Regions from separate parts of the Pan troglodytes genome. Here region 2 is linked to region 1. Evidence: chromatin contacts called from public HiChIP or PLAC-seq data. All regions are on one chromosome and are shown on one strand. The core of a region is the stretch at or near the end of the contact, and the rest is flanking DNA. Distances in the headings are between cores, read along the strand shown. Region 1 holds the start of FBXW11 (F-box and WD repeat domain containing 11). Region 2 holds the start of UBTD2 (ubiquitin domain containing 2).

Region 1 (6,986 bases), core at 1,156-3,655:
AGTGATGGCAACTGTGGAAAACCATAGAATATATGCTTAAATAAAGGTAGTTGCTATTTAACCCCTGCATATTGTTGCCATGTAGATCTAATTGTCAGATATTCTAATTTTTCAAGAAAAGCTGGAAATTCAGATTTTTAAAACCTGAATATCAAATTTTAAAAACAGTAAAAAAGACGGTATAGGACAAACATATGTATGTGCTGGGGTGGGGGGCGGGGGAGAGGGTCACATCCAGCTTGTGACTCCTACCCCATGCCTGTTTTTATACCCCTGTACAATCCCTTCCCACACTGACTATGGGTTTGGCCATACTACTAGTTTTGGCCAACGGGACATTACCAAGTGTGGTGCATACCAGAGGTTTGATAAGCATTTGTTCACTGGGGCTTGTCCTTTCTCAAGTCACTATGCAGACGTTTGAATGATAAAAAGCCACAGGGAGGAGAGGCCCTAGAAGATGAAAAGTCATTTTGAATGAGTTCCCAGCTGATTGCATGTGGGCCCCGGCTGAGCCCGGGTCAGCCCACACAATTGTAAAATCATAATAAACCATTGTTATTCTAAGCTACTAAGTCTTCGGCGGTTTGTTGTGTTGCAACAGGTAACTGAAATAGAGGTCATATCTAATCCCTTTGTTTTACTAATGAATGTCCTAAGGGCCATAGTGGAAGGGACCTGGTGAAATTCAGATAGCATGACAGTGGTAAGAACTTTCCAATTCTGTGCTCTTCCTATTGCTTTTCTTTCAATTCCCTTGGTGAAAAGCACCAGGTAAGGACTATGAAACTTCAAAGTCTACCTGCAGGGAACTTATACTGTGTCCTGAATGCATGCAAATTACTGTAACTTGGTCCTTGGTAATGGAAAGATTTCTAGGTCATCCAGCCTCTTTGACTTTATAGGTGCAGAGAATGCAAAAATACTTTGAGAAAGTGAAAAGCAGTCTCTGATATCTGGAAGCTGGCCTGGTACAATCAGCCATGCCATGATGTTACTAGACCACAGCCTGGCCCTTATAGCTAGGCTTTGTGTTTTCCTGTAGAACAAAAACAATTCCAAAGAACATCAACATCAGACGAGGTCATTCTGTGACCATGATAGATCCAGACAAATACAAGACCACTCTATAATCGGGTCTAAACACGATAAAAAGATAAAACCTGATGATTGGCCAAACCACAAAAAATGACTCAACATCCCCACTTGGCTAATATGAGGGAGCTGCTGCTGCACTTTTTTTTTTTTTTCGTTTTTGAGACAAGGTCTGGCTCTATCACTCAGGGTACAGTGGAGTGGTGCGATCTCCATTCACTGAAACCTCCACTTCCTGGGCTCAAGCGATCCTCCCACCTCTGCCTCCCAAGTAACTGAGATGACAGGCGCGCACCACCAGGCCCGGTTCATTTTTGTATTTTTTGTAGAGACGCGTTTCGCCATGTTGCCCAGGCTGGTCTGGAACTCCTGCGCTCAAGCAATTCGCCTGCCTCGGCTTACCAAAGTGCTGGGATTACAGGCGTGAGCCACTGTGCCCGGCCAGGCTGCTGTTTCTTTATCTGCACAGCTTTAGCCTCAATCTAGAATTCCCTTCCTCTAGATAAGATGAACTGAGATGCTCAATCATGGAACGACCCTCTCTTCCTGACAGTATCTAATCCAGTGAAGCTCTCACTTCCTTAAACTCTCTCCCAAATCACTAACAACTCTTACCGAGAGGCCCTATCGTGCCTCAATGTGTGTTCTCAGTCACTGCAACTAGTAATAAACCCAGCTTGTTCAACGATCCGTGTCTTCCTGGTGGGATTTGGTTAGAGGGCACGGACAGACTTAAGTTACACAGAGTTGGAGGCTGAGTTCACTAGAAGGAGTCTCCGCTTGTGTGTTCCTTCTTAGCCACTCTTTTGGTTAATGTCTGTCGTCCCTCTACCAGAATTAAGCTCCATGAGAACAGGAGCCTTGTCTGTCATGTTCAGAGCTGATTCTCAGCGCCTAGAACGGTACGCAGCGGAAGCTGGATGCTTAAAAAATAACCATTTTCTGAACTAATGAATGAGGGGCTCGATATACGCACGTCCCCTTTAATCTCGCAGCTCCTCGCAGATCGTGTGACATACAGACAGCACCACAGCACATTTCCCAAAACCCCGTCTTTCCCGAAGAAATCTCGAAACTCTCACTCCTGGGATGCCCATCCTCTCAGAGCCTCTTCCCCAGGCCGAGCTTCTCTCACTCGCTGGCCCCTTTCCACACCTGAGCCCCAGGCCTATACACCTTCCTAACGCCCCTAGAACCCACCTGTCTCCACCATCTGCCCCTACCATCAGACACTGCCGGACGGGCCGCGCAGCTACCTAGGCGTCTAGGGGGCACTGCGGCATGGACCGCGCATGTGCGGAAATGGGTCGCATACGCAGGACCTCCGACAAGTGAGGAGTTGCCTCGGAGTTTCCGTCCCGGTCTGGGCAGCCTTGGGCTGCCAGGAAGTCAAGAGAAGCTAGCCGGAAGGAGAACCCGGGCGCACGGCTTTCTGGGACACGTAGTCGTGGCGCTCTCGAGGCCCTACCATGAGCAAGCTCTTAACTCTTCAGGTCTGCACGTCCTACGTCCACAGTCCAGTGCTACTCTCAGCTCGGAGTTCAGCTTCGGGCTGCCAAGAGCCAGCAACCTGGTGTCAGAGGCTCGGTCCCACAACGCTCTGCGGGCCGCGGCGCCTGCTGGGAGGTGTAGTCCCCGATCTGCGTACTGCGTTCGCCGAGGGGGAGGGCGGAGCTGCCGGCGGCCCGGGCGGGCTGGCAGCTAGAGTGGGTGCGATAGCCGCCTCCGCCTCTGCCGCCTCCGCCGTCGCCTCCTCCGCCCGGGCCGTTCGCTGCTGCGCGGGGAGAGCGAGGCGGGGCCGCCGGGGCCGCCATGGAGCCCGACTCGGTGATTGAGGACAAGACCATCGAGCTCATGGTGAGTGCGGCCCGCTGGACCGTCTGTGTTTCCGTCCGTCCGGCCCCGGGCGGGCCTGCCCACCTCAACGTCCGGTGCGAGGCCGGCTCTGGCCTTTCCCAGACGCCTCGACCCAGACCCGGGCCCCCAGCCTTCCCTGGCCTCGGACCTGGCGCGGGCTCCTCTGATCCCTCGACATCTCCGGCCGGTCCTGGCCCGGCCCCCTCCATGCCCCTCGCTTCTCCCCCTCCCCCTGGTCCCGTCTCCGGTCCCAGCTCTCGGACGACCCTCGCTCGTTTATGCTGTAGACTTAGGTCGCACTCGCTCTAGCACCCCATTCTCCTTCTTTTAGAAAGGGATTTTTTTTTTCTTTCCTCTGTTTCGGCCCAGGCCCGCACCGCGCTTGCAAGCCCCACTCAGGCCGAGTGAGATGGTGGGAAGGAGTACGGAGATGGGTTGGGGCCGCCTGGGCCTCCGCGTCCTAGGAGGGGTCTCAGCACCCACTCCCCAGCCTTAGGTCTGTGTGGATGCCAGGATAGGCCCTACAGAGTTGGGGGGAGGGGGGGCAGGGAGCTTTCGGGTTTGAGGCTGTGGCGGATAAGGAGGCCTCTTTCCCGGGCCCTTGTGGTGTCCGGCTTCTCGGACAAAGGGTTTCCTACCCGGCAGAGAGGGATGTTTGCATAGCAAGGCCCCAGGTACTCTGGATTCCATCCTCCAGGAAAGAGAAGGCGCAACTTCACGTTTTCCAGAGCTGCTTTGGGAAACTGGAGATGACTGGGGAGGGAGCCATCCTCATCACTGCCGCGAGTTCTTTCTTCTCAGAAAAAAAAAAAAGAGGGGAATCCTTGGCCCCAGGGGGAAGCGACCACTCTTCTGTTAGAAACCACTGGCAGCCAGGCCAGACTCCCGGTCCGTGGACACCCTCCACCCTCCTCCGAAGCTTTAGGATTTGAAACCAGAAGGGGTTTTTAGGAACAGGACAGTGAGAGAGTGGCTAGAAGTGAAGAATTTGCTAATTGATGGATGATTTGGTGGAAGAAATAAAATATGGCCGATATTACCTGCCAATGTGAACATGAGGGAAATCAAACTGGGCTCTGGAGAGCTGGGAAGAGGAAGTCTGCATCAGCAAATGGACATGTCCAGGATTTCTTCCTGTGGAAGCCTTGACAGTTTCTTTGTATCTCTCCTAACACGGTAACAACTTCTTCCCCAGGGTTGAGAGGAGAGGTGGAAGAATCTACTTAACCCAGCAAAATGTTTTCCTAGCCAGATTTTCTTCAGTGTGAAAATGTTTATTGAGTCAGTGATTCCACTGGGTAGGGTTGGTGACATCAGAGCCACTTCCCCCATTTAACGCTATAAATAATAAATGGTGACACTGAAAGTCTGTTGGATAGCTGCATGGTTTCTGTGGATGATGGTGTCTGGGGAGTTGAGATGCTTGTTTTAAAAATGGAAGTACAGTAGCATAAATATGGAGGCAGCTTAATGTTTGCTGTCCTTTGCATAATTCACAGAACTGGACTTCTCTAGCATTCTTGAAAACTAGGAGGGAAAAAAAGAAACTGATAGTTTTTGATTTTTGCATGCGTGTGTGTGTGTGTGTGTGTGTGCGCACGTGGGGTTGTTTTCAAAGGGATGTCACATACTGAGTGATTTTTCCTTTTCAGCATAATTTATCATACTTGTAGTCAAGTGTTTGGTATTCTGTAACTTTTGTAGTGGGTTATTTTGGTAACTATCTTAAATCGACTAAGTATATTACATATTCTTAAGAATGTACACACAATGCATGTACTTACAACAGAAGTACTTCATATCGAAAAATTGTAACTTGGTGCCTCTTTGAAATTGGCTGTTCCCAGCTCCTTCCATTTCTATTCCTTTAAAAAATAACGAAAATGTATTTATTTTCAAAAGAATTATAAGAAATACGTTGTAACCCAAGTCAGTGTATGGTTACAAAATAAAAAAATAAAAACCTTTGGCCTAAATTCACTGGCTTCCTATGCTTATAACTTAAAAAGTTTTGATTTTACATGATAGCACTTGGTTTTGATCAGAAAAGAGATTTCAGCCTGTTAAGGACATTATAAACTGGGATTTAAACTGGAATTCTTTGAAAATTTAACAGAGTTTAGTTATATTACGATTAATTTTAAAATGGCCTTTTATTTAAGGATTTTGATATTTCCTGAAAGGGATATCAGTTAAGACTCTTAGACAACCCTTATCATAAATTAAATATGTGTATTTATTTTAGTAAAGTAGCACAGGTGCTTAACAACTGATTGAGTAAATCCAGGATCAAATGTAGGAAATAATGTCTTAGAATCTAATTGCATGTGGCTTTCTGTTTTCACTGCATTTCAATGACAGTTTCCAGAACTGGGTTAAAAATATTTTTTACATTGGTTTCAAGATAATACGATTGATGGAGGAAAAGGGGTTAAACTGATGGTGTTTTGAAAGCCTAAAGCATGAAATATTTTTAGATTTTTATGAGTCATCTTCAGTACTCAAATATTTGTGATTGTGCTGCTTGTACCAGTTTGGCACTTAATGCTTAACAAGATAACTTTCATTTGCTGTTCCAAAGTGTGCTGTATTAAAAAGAGGAAACAGACTTCTTGGTTATCTCCATTTTCTAATCTTCATCCCTGTACTTTCCTTAATATTGATTCTTCTGTTTTTCCTTGCATTTTTGATAAGTATATTAGGAAATAAAGCTGGTGATAGCAGAATAGTTAAATTTCTAAAATATAACCCCCACTTTGACTCCTACCGCTGCCTGATGCCTGGGTCCACAAAGGTTGCTTCTCCTACTGACCCACTCTATAGGATTCAGCTTTTAATATTATTAGAGTCTATAAACTCTTAATTTAGACCCTGAATTTACAGTTACTAATGGTAAATAATTTAACCGCCAGATGACTTTTAGGGCCTTATATTGGCCCAGTGCTATACCTGTTAGTGGGCCTATTTTTCCAAACTTCTGAGTTTGGTAAAATTCGCCTTATGAATGAGGCAGAAAACTAGTAATTCATTTTGGAAATATGTGAAGTTTATCAGGCTATGTTCAATGGACTTCATTGGGAAGAATGAGAACTGTACAATATGTATCACGTGGTATTTATTAACCTTTGAGTTAGGAATATGACTTGATTTTCAGGCACTCATCACTAGAAAGCACTCACAAGAGCTTCTGATTGGAAGAGAAAGATGATTAGATTACCCTGTAAGAAGCCAGCAGAAATTGATGCTATCACTTTAGGAAAGGCGATCCTGCCTCCTCCACGGGTGTGAGTGAATCCCCTCTTCCCTTTACACAATTAATGGATGGTTTATAATTAATTGTTAAATGACTTCCCTTTTTGCTAAGTGACCTTAAGTGAGTCATTTCCCTTCTGTCTTATCTCTTAAGTGGCTGTATTACTTGTTGAATGAAGTAATATAGGTTAAAATACACTGATCCTTATTAAGAAGGTGTGGGCAGGTGCGGTGGCTCACACCTGTAATCCCAGCACTTTAGGAGGTGGGAGGATTGCTTGAGCCCAGGAGTTAGAGACCAGCCTAGGCAACATAACAAGACCCTGTCTCTACAAAAAATAAAAAAATTAGCCAGGCATAGTGGTTCACTCCTATAGTCCCTGCTACTCAGGAGCCTGAGGTGGGGAGGATTGCTTGAGCCCAGGAGTTTGAGGTTGCAGTGAGCTGTGATTGTGCCACTGCACTCCAGCCTGGGTAACAGAGCAAGACACTCTCAAAAAAAAAAAAAAAAAAAGAAAAGAAAGAAGAAAGAAACGAATAAATGAAGTTACTGGAAATGTTGTCTTTTTTTCTTTTTGGATCTTTTTTTTTTCTTCCTGTCATTGACTTTCTCGGGGTGAGTGGGGTTGTTTAGTGACTTCATCAAGAAATTGGATATTACTTTGTCACCATCTTTCTCCTCATGTAGCACACCACTAGGGGTGCTAACTTACTGAATGCAGACTCAGTGGACACAGGTTTCAATAGGGTCCAAATGAATAAACCACACACACACACACACA
Region 2 (7,063 bases), core at 2,819-5,318, 280 kb before region 1:
TCTTTTTAGGGTGATAAAAATGTTTTAAAATTCATTGACTATTGATATTTAGTAAACATACTAAAAACCATTGACTTGTACAATGCAAGTTGGTGAAGGGGTGGGGGTGGATGGGGAAAAGGGAGATGTTGATTCCAGAGTAGAAAGTTTCAGTTAGGTGGAATAGGCATTAGTGATCTACTGCACAGAATGGTGACTATAATAATGCACTGTATACTTCCGAATCGTTAACAGAGTAGATCTTAAATGTTTTCACCACAAAAAAGAGAAGCATGCGGACGGGGCGCAGTGGCTCGGGGCGCAGTGGCTCACGCCTGTAATCCCAGCACTTTGGGAGGCCAAGGTGGGCAGATCACGAGGTCAGCAATTTGAGACTAGCCTGGCCGACATGGCAAAACCCCATTTCTACTAAAATTACAAAAATTAGCTGGGCGTGGTGGCAGGCGCCTGTAATCCCAGTAACTTGGGAGGCTGAGGCAGGAGAATCGCTTGAACCCAGGAGGCAGAGGTTGCAGTGAGCTCAGATTGTGCCACTGCACTCCAGCCTGTGCAACAAGAACAAGACTACGTCTCAAAAAAAAAAAAAGACAAATACGTGAGGTGATGGATTTGTTAATTAGCCTAGTCATTCCACATTGTAAACATGTATCTAAACATCACACTGTTACCTCATAATACAGTTATTTGTCAATTAAAAATAAACTGGTGAAATACATGGTATATGAATATCTTAATAAAGATACTATAAAACAGTAGAAAAGCACATGTGCACACACACACACACACAAAGAAGGAATTGTTTTGATAGAAAGTGCTATGCAGTCAGTTTTTTTTTTTTTTGGAGTCAGTCTTGCTCTGTGGCCCAGGCTAAAGTGCAGTGGTGCTATCTCGGCTCACTGCAACCTCTGCCTCCCAGGTTCAAGTGATTCTCCTGCCTCAGCCTCCCGAGTAGCTGGGATTACAGGCACACGCCACCATGCCCAGCTAATTTTTGAATTTTTAGTAGAGACGGGGTTTCACCACGTTGGTCAACCTGGTCTCAAACTCCTGACCACAGGTGGTCTGCCCGCCTCAGCCTCCCAAAGTGTTGGGATTATAGGCCGAAGCCACTGTGCCTGCCTGCAGTAAATTTAGATAGATGATGCTAGACATGAAATAAAGAGTTGATGAAGAGCCCCACAGAGTTTGGAGCATTATTTTTGGCCCAATTTTACAGGTGAGGAAACTGAACTCCACATAAACCTTTTTTTTTTTTTTTTTTTTTAGATGGAGTCTCACTCTATCGCCCAGGTTGGAGTGCAGTGGCAAGATCTCAGCTCACTACAACCTCCACCCTCCGGGTTCAAGCTATTCTTCTGCCTCAAACTCCCAAGTAGCTGGGACTACAGGTGCGAGCCACCACGCCTGGCTAATTTTTTTTTTCTTTTTTTTTTTTTTTGAGATGGAGTCTCGCTCTGTTGCCCAGGCTGGAGTGCAGTGGCGCGATGTCTGCTTACTGCAAGCTCCGCCTTCCGGGTTCACGCCATTCTCCTGCCTCAGCCTCCTGAGTAGCTGGGACTACAGGCGCCTGCCACCATGCCCGGCTAATTTTTTGTATTTTTAGTAGAGACGGGGTTTCACCATGTTAGCCAGGATGGTCTCGATCTCCTGACCTGGTGATCCGCCTGCCTCGGCCTCCCAAAGTGCTGGGATTACAGGCGTGAGGCACCACGCCCAGCCTAATTTTTGTATTTTTAATAAAGGTGGGATTTCACCATATTGGCCAGGCTGGCCTCCAACTCCTGACCTCGTGATCCGCCCGCCTCGGCCTCCCAGAGTGCTAGGATTACAGGCATGAACCACCGTGCCCGGCCAAACTTTCTTTTTTCTTTTTTTGAGACAGGGTCTCGCTCTGTCACCCACACTGGAGTGCAGTGGCGCGATCACAGCTCACTGTAGCCTCCACCTCTCTGGATTCAGGTAATTCTCCCACCTCAGCCCCCTGAGTAGCTGGGACTACAGGCGCTCACCACCACGCCCCGCTAATTTTTAAAATTTTTTCGTAGAGACAGGGTCTCCCTATGTTGCTCAGGCTGGTCTGAAACAGCTGGGCTCAAGTGAGCTTCCCACCTCAGCCTCCCAAGGTGCTGGGATCACAGGCGTGAGCCACCATGCCTGGCAGAAACTTCAGACCATATAGCTAGTACACGATGGAAGCCAGATTCCAATCCAGGAAGTTAATAGCCAAGCTGGGGCCCTGACTGCGACACTACTCTGCCTCCTGGGAAATGTGTCTCTAAGATAAAGGCAGGGTGGAGAACATCTATTGCTGAGAATCTCTCCCCGAGACTGCTCTCTCTTCCTAGTGCCAACTCCTCAGTGCTCATCGGAGAGCCCTCATCATTTGGGTGCCTACCATCTGTTTAATAGACATCGTGGAAGTCTTGGTTTCTGCAATTTCTAGAGTGAAATTCAGGACAAAGCAATCTCTTTGCAAATATTCAGCATGCAGCTTCTCTTCTTCAGGGAAGTGATGAAGTGATGTGTCTGCCAACGTGTATAGTTAGTTGAAAATGATCAGACAGAAGGCTTTGTGACACAGCCCCTGATGTCAGAGCAACCTCTGAAAACTCATAATAACATCGATGGCATAAGCTCTTTTTGGAATGTTCAGGACCACAACTGAGGACAATACTAATTCTTCAGGATGAGTTTAATATAGCAGATTTCTATATCTCACGACATTTCTGTGTTTTAACCTAAGTGTAGGTTTTGCTTGTCTACTGTCTTTTTATCAAATGAATACAGAGATCTAAATCTTTGTATAATATCTTGATCTATTTCTGTGAGCTAGATTTCCAGATGTGGAATAATCCCGAGTCAAAGGATATGAACATTTTTAAGGCTCTTGATCTGCATTGCCAAATTGCTTTGCAAAAAAGATTGAACCAATTTACACTCCCACCAGCAGTGTATGAGAATATATTTAAATGCAAATCCCAAGCTGCAGAGCATCTCTTTCTTAGGTATTTCAACTTAAAAAATTTCTTTTCGTGCTAAGCAAAAGCTGACCCAGGATGTTAAAAAAAGAAAGTCTGATATAAAAATGGAGCCGATAGTTAAAACAGCTTCTTAGGCAGAAATAAGCTTCAGAAAGGCCCAAGCAGGATGATAACAATTTTAAGGCATCATAGCACGAAGCACAATTCTAAAGGGACCATTAACAATTTGGCTGAGATTGGAAAAGTAACCGCCAAGAATGTTGGGCGTGGTCAATGTCCCAAATTCTAGATTCGAAAAGGCAGGGTGTTTCACTCATTTACACTTCACTTTGGCCTAAGGACGATTTAAGATACCCAAAGGCAGGATCTTGATAAGTAGTATTGTTTGAATCATTAATCCCGTGAAAATGAAAGAAACCCACGCCCCCTGAACTAAGGTCAGCGTTTATCTCTTCTTTCCAGGCGTTCCATCAGGACGCCTCGCCTCTAATCTCAGTTTGGTTTGCCACAACCACTGCCTCCACCCCTAATAATGGGGCCCCATGATTTTAGGGAAGACGGGGGTGGGCAGGCAAGAGGAAGCCCAGATTCGGGGTACCAACCCACGGAGCGCCATACAAATTCAAAGGGCGCTGGGACCTCAAGGTTCGGCCAGGACACTCTCCCCCGAGCCCCCGTTATTTGGGAAACCGCCCCGTCCCCGCCTGCGAGTCTTCCACGACTACTTCTCGGTTCCCCCGTGCGACCCGCTTCCACCAGCAAGAAGGAGCCGACGGCCGAGGAGCCAGGAACTCGATTTCGCCCCTTCCCACTCCTCTTTTCTCACTTTTGTTCGGCTTTTCCTGCTTTCCCTCCCTTCTTCCCTCTCCTTTCTTCTTCCCGTCCTCCCTCTCTCCTCCTCCCCTCGCCTCCAGTCCTCCCCCCGCCTCCAGTCCTCCCCCCACCTAGCCCCCTGCGTCCCCTCCCCCGCCTCACCCTCGCCCCGCTCCGCTCGCAGCCCCGCCCGCAGCCAATCAGAGCGCGGCCTCCGGTGGCCCCGCCCTTCTCCGGCGATTCCGGGCGGGCCGGGCCGAGCCCAGGCCGAGCCCAGGCCGTGGGTGCGGAGGGCGGCGCCGCGGGGCGGGGGCCGATGGGTCCTGGCGGACGCGAGGCGCCGGCGCGGGGCTCGCCTGGACTCGGGTGTGCGGGGCTGTGAGGGGGCGAGGCGGGCGCTGCGGCCCGCCCGGGATGGGCCAGCCCTGGCCTGGCGGGGCTGAGCCGACGGCGAGGGCGGCGCGCGGGCCAGGCCTGCCGGGCGGGCGGCCCGGGGGTTGAGGTAGAAGTGGGCGCGGAGGAAGGGGCCGAGCCAAGGCGGTGGGTGGAGCGGCGAGGGGGGCGGAGGCTGGGCCGCGGCGGGCGAGCGGAGCGGCGCGCCTGTCCGGAGCTCGGCGGTGGCGCCGGAGGAGGCTGCAGCGGCGGCGGCGGCGGGCCCGGACGAGCGTCCGGAGGTGGCGGACGAGGCGCCGGGGGCCCCCATGGGCGGGTGTGTGGGCGCCCAGCACGACTCCTCGGGCAGCCTCAACGAGAACTCGGAGGGCACCGGAGGTAGGTGAGCGCCAGGGGGCAGCCTCGGCCCCCCATTGTTCCCGGCCAGGCCCGGCCACCTGTCCCGACCCCCGCGGGCCGCGCCGGGCCCCCGCGCCCCTTTGTCATCCCCTCTTCCACGTCATTCCCCGCGCTCCGCTTCCGGCTGCCCTGCCAGCCGCGGGGGTCGCCCCTTCCCACCCCAGCCCCGAAGAAAAGTCCTCTGAGCGCCGGGGACGTAGCCCTTGGCCTCGCCGACCGCCCCGCTCGGCTCAGGGAAGTCGGACCCGAAGCTGCCCTTCTGGCCACCTCACTCCCTCTCCAGGCCGTTTAATTATTGAGGATCAGGATGGCGGCGCCGGGGTTGCAGAAAAGCGAATTGATGGCGGGGGGAGGGAGCTTGATGCGTTCCCTCCGACGGGCCCCGCCACATCTTTCCGCACCCTTCCTTGTTCTGTGGAGTTGGCTGGTCTCAGCTTTCCTGAGTTTCAGATGACAGCTGCCCCGGTTGGTTCCAAATTGGCCATTTAAACCTGCGAGTTTCTGGAGCTCGGCTGGAGGAGTCTCCAGTGGCCGCAGGCATTGTATTAAGGAGGGGTGGGGAAACGGTCTTCCCGGGTAAAACGTGGCTCCTTGCTACAGCTTGGGGGTGTTAGGCCGGTGTGCTGTCGGGGTGGGCTAATCAAATTCCCATCTGTCTTAAGTAGAAGGAAAATATGTAGGATAAAAGTACAAATGCAGTTGGACCCTGACTTACCCCAGTAAGATCAGTACTTTAAAAGTTTTCTAACACGGGAGCGCACTCCTACTTTATAGTAAAAGCGTGCTGAGGATAGGTATTTTAATTCAATCAGTAGTAGTTGTAGTATGGCAGTATAATAATAAAATTAGTTCTATCTTTAAGTGACCTTTGGTTACGTCCATTCTGTAGAATATTTTAGTTATAAACAGCCTTTAGGCAAAGATGACAGCGTTGGTTTTATTTGTGACCTAATGTTAGCTGCCTTAAAATGTGCATGTCTGTAAATTTTTAAATTGTTTGGGTATGGGAGGGTTTACAACTTTATCGTAGCATACTAACATTTAGACCAGTTGCTTGCCCTGTCACTTAAGCTCTCTTCACAAACCATGTACACCTAAGTTTTTTGGCTAATGGATTTCCTGAATTCCATGATGGTTAGCCATGCCACTTTATTAAAATCTGTGGGTATCCTGTATGACTAAATCCTGGGTAAATAACTTGAGAACTCAGTGGAAGTTGTCTTGAAAAAGTCCATGAAAGTGCTACTTTATAGTGTATTTTATGTCGTAGCATTATTACTGGCATATTGAGATCCTCAGTGACAACAAAGCAGGAAGATAAAAAGGGCACGATTTAAAACAGCCTTGGGTTAAGGTGAAATTGAAGGATCAAAATGAATCTTCCTCTAATTGTGTTGATCATTAATGGTTCTGAAATATATTAGTATTTGTTATCGCTAGTGTTTAGTTTTAATTAAATTTTTTTCACACTCATTTTAATATTGTCATAAGCATTTTGCTCTTCTCCGTAATGTATGTGGGTTAATTTATTTAAGCCTTTTGGTAGTGTGACTTATGACCAGACAGGCATTATTAATATGGGCTTTAAAAAGCGTGAAATCTTAGCTTTGGGTAATTTATTACCGGTGGTATCCAGTTAGATAGCTATAGTATCAGTTTCTTTGAGGACTGAGTTCTCTGGACCATAAGCTCTGCTGTACATGAAGTTTAGAAAAAGGAACATTAACCACCAAACGTCTTTATTTTCTTTTGGAGAGAGGACATGGGCCCTGATGTAACTGGGGTCAGGGAAGAGGCTCTTGTACTAAAAGGATTATTTCTGGAATTTGATTATGGACGCTTTTATTCTCCATTATTGTCATGATAATTAAGAGTTAATTGTGGTTTAGTGAAATTAACTCAGGTGTGTTGCAGGTTAACATATAAAAAAAATTATTGCTTAATAAGTAGATTGTTGGGAAGGGAAAGACTTTTTCCTAAGGGTGTTGGCACAGATCCCTAGCTTTTCAAACATACTGTGGTAGTGAGTTAGGTTTGGGGGATGTGTGGAGGGCTTGGTTTGGTTTCTCGAGACAGGTTCTTGCTTTATCGCCCAAGCTGGAGTGCAGTGCCAGGTCACAGCTCACTGCAGCCTTGACCTCCCAGGTACAAGTGATCCTTCTACCTCAGCCTCCCAAGTAACTGGGACCACGAGGTGCATGCCACCGCACCCGGCTAATTTTTAAAAAATTTTTAGTAGAGGTGGGTTTTGCCGTGTTTTTAATCTGAATGTGTTGGGTTATGAAAGTTGTTTTATCAATATGGAGTCTTCACATGCTTCTTACAACGGATTTAAACTTTTCATGACAGATTTAGTTACATTCACCAACCAGGCGGGGTGGCTCATGCCTGTAATCCCAGCACTTTGGGATGATGAGGCGAGAGGATTGCTTGAGCCCAGTAGTTGGAGACCAGCCCAGGCAACATAGTGAGACTCT

The links. HiChIP or PLAC-seq counts read pairs in DNA pulled down with a chosen protein or histone mark.
Region 2: a contact with region 1 is called in an H3K4me3 HiChIP or PLAC-seq map of stem cell-derived excitatory neurons, with 3 times the contacts expected there. The contact joins the promoter of UBTD2 here to the promoter of FBXW11 in region 1. A contact is called at or near these places in 1 of 7 Hi-C or Micro-C datasets (stem cell-derived neural progenitor cells) and 1 of 1 datasets of contacts at active chromatin or transcription factors (stem cell-derived excitatory neurons).

What each region holds. Positions count from the first base shown.
Region 1 is chr4:169,659,336-169,666,321 of NHGRI_mPanTro3-v2.0_pri, reverse strand. It overlaps FBXW11 (F-box and WD repeat domain containing 11), which reads left to right and starts at 2,405. Exons shown (of 12, transcript XM_003310956.5): 1 at 2,405-2,952. The coding sequence starts at 2,908. It overlaps LOC134809992 (a long non-coding RNA gene), which reads right to left and starts at 2,492. Exons shown (of 3, transcript XR_010157047.1): 1 at 2,296-2,492; 2 at 359-453.
Region 2 is chr4:169,943,881-169,950,943 of NHGRI_mPanTro3-v2.0_pri, reverse strand. UBTD2 (ubiquitin domain containing 2) reads left to right here and starts at 4,068. Exons shown (of 3, transcript XM_016954201.4): 1 at 4,068-4,565. The coding sequence starts at 4,496.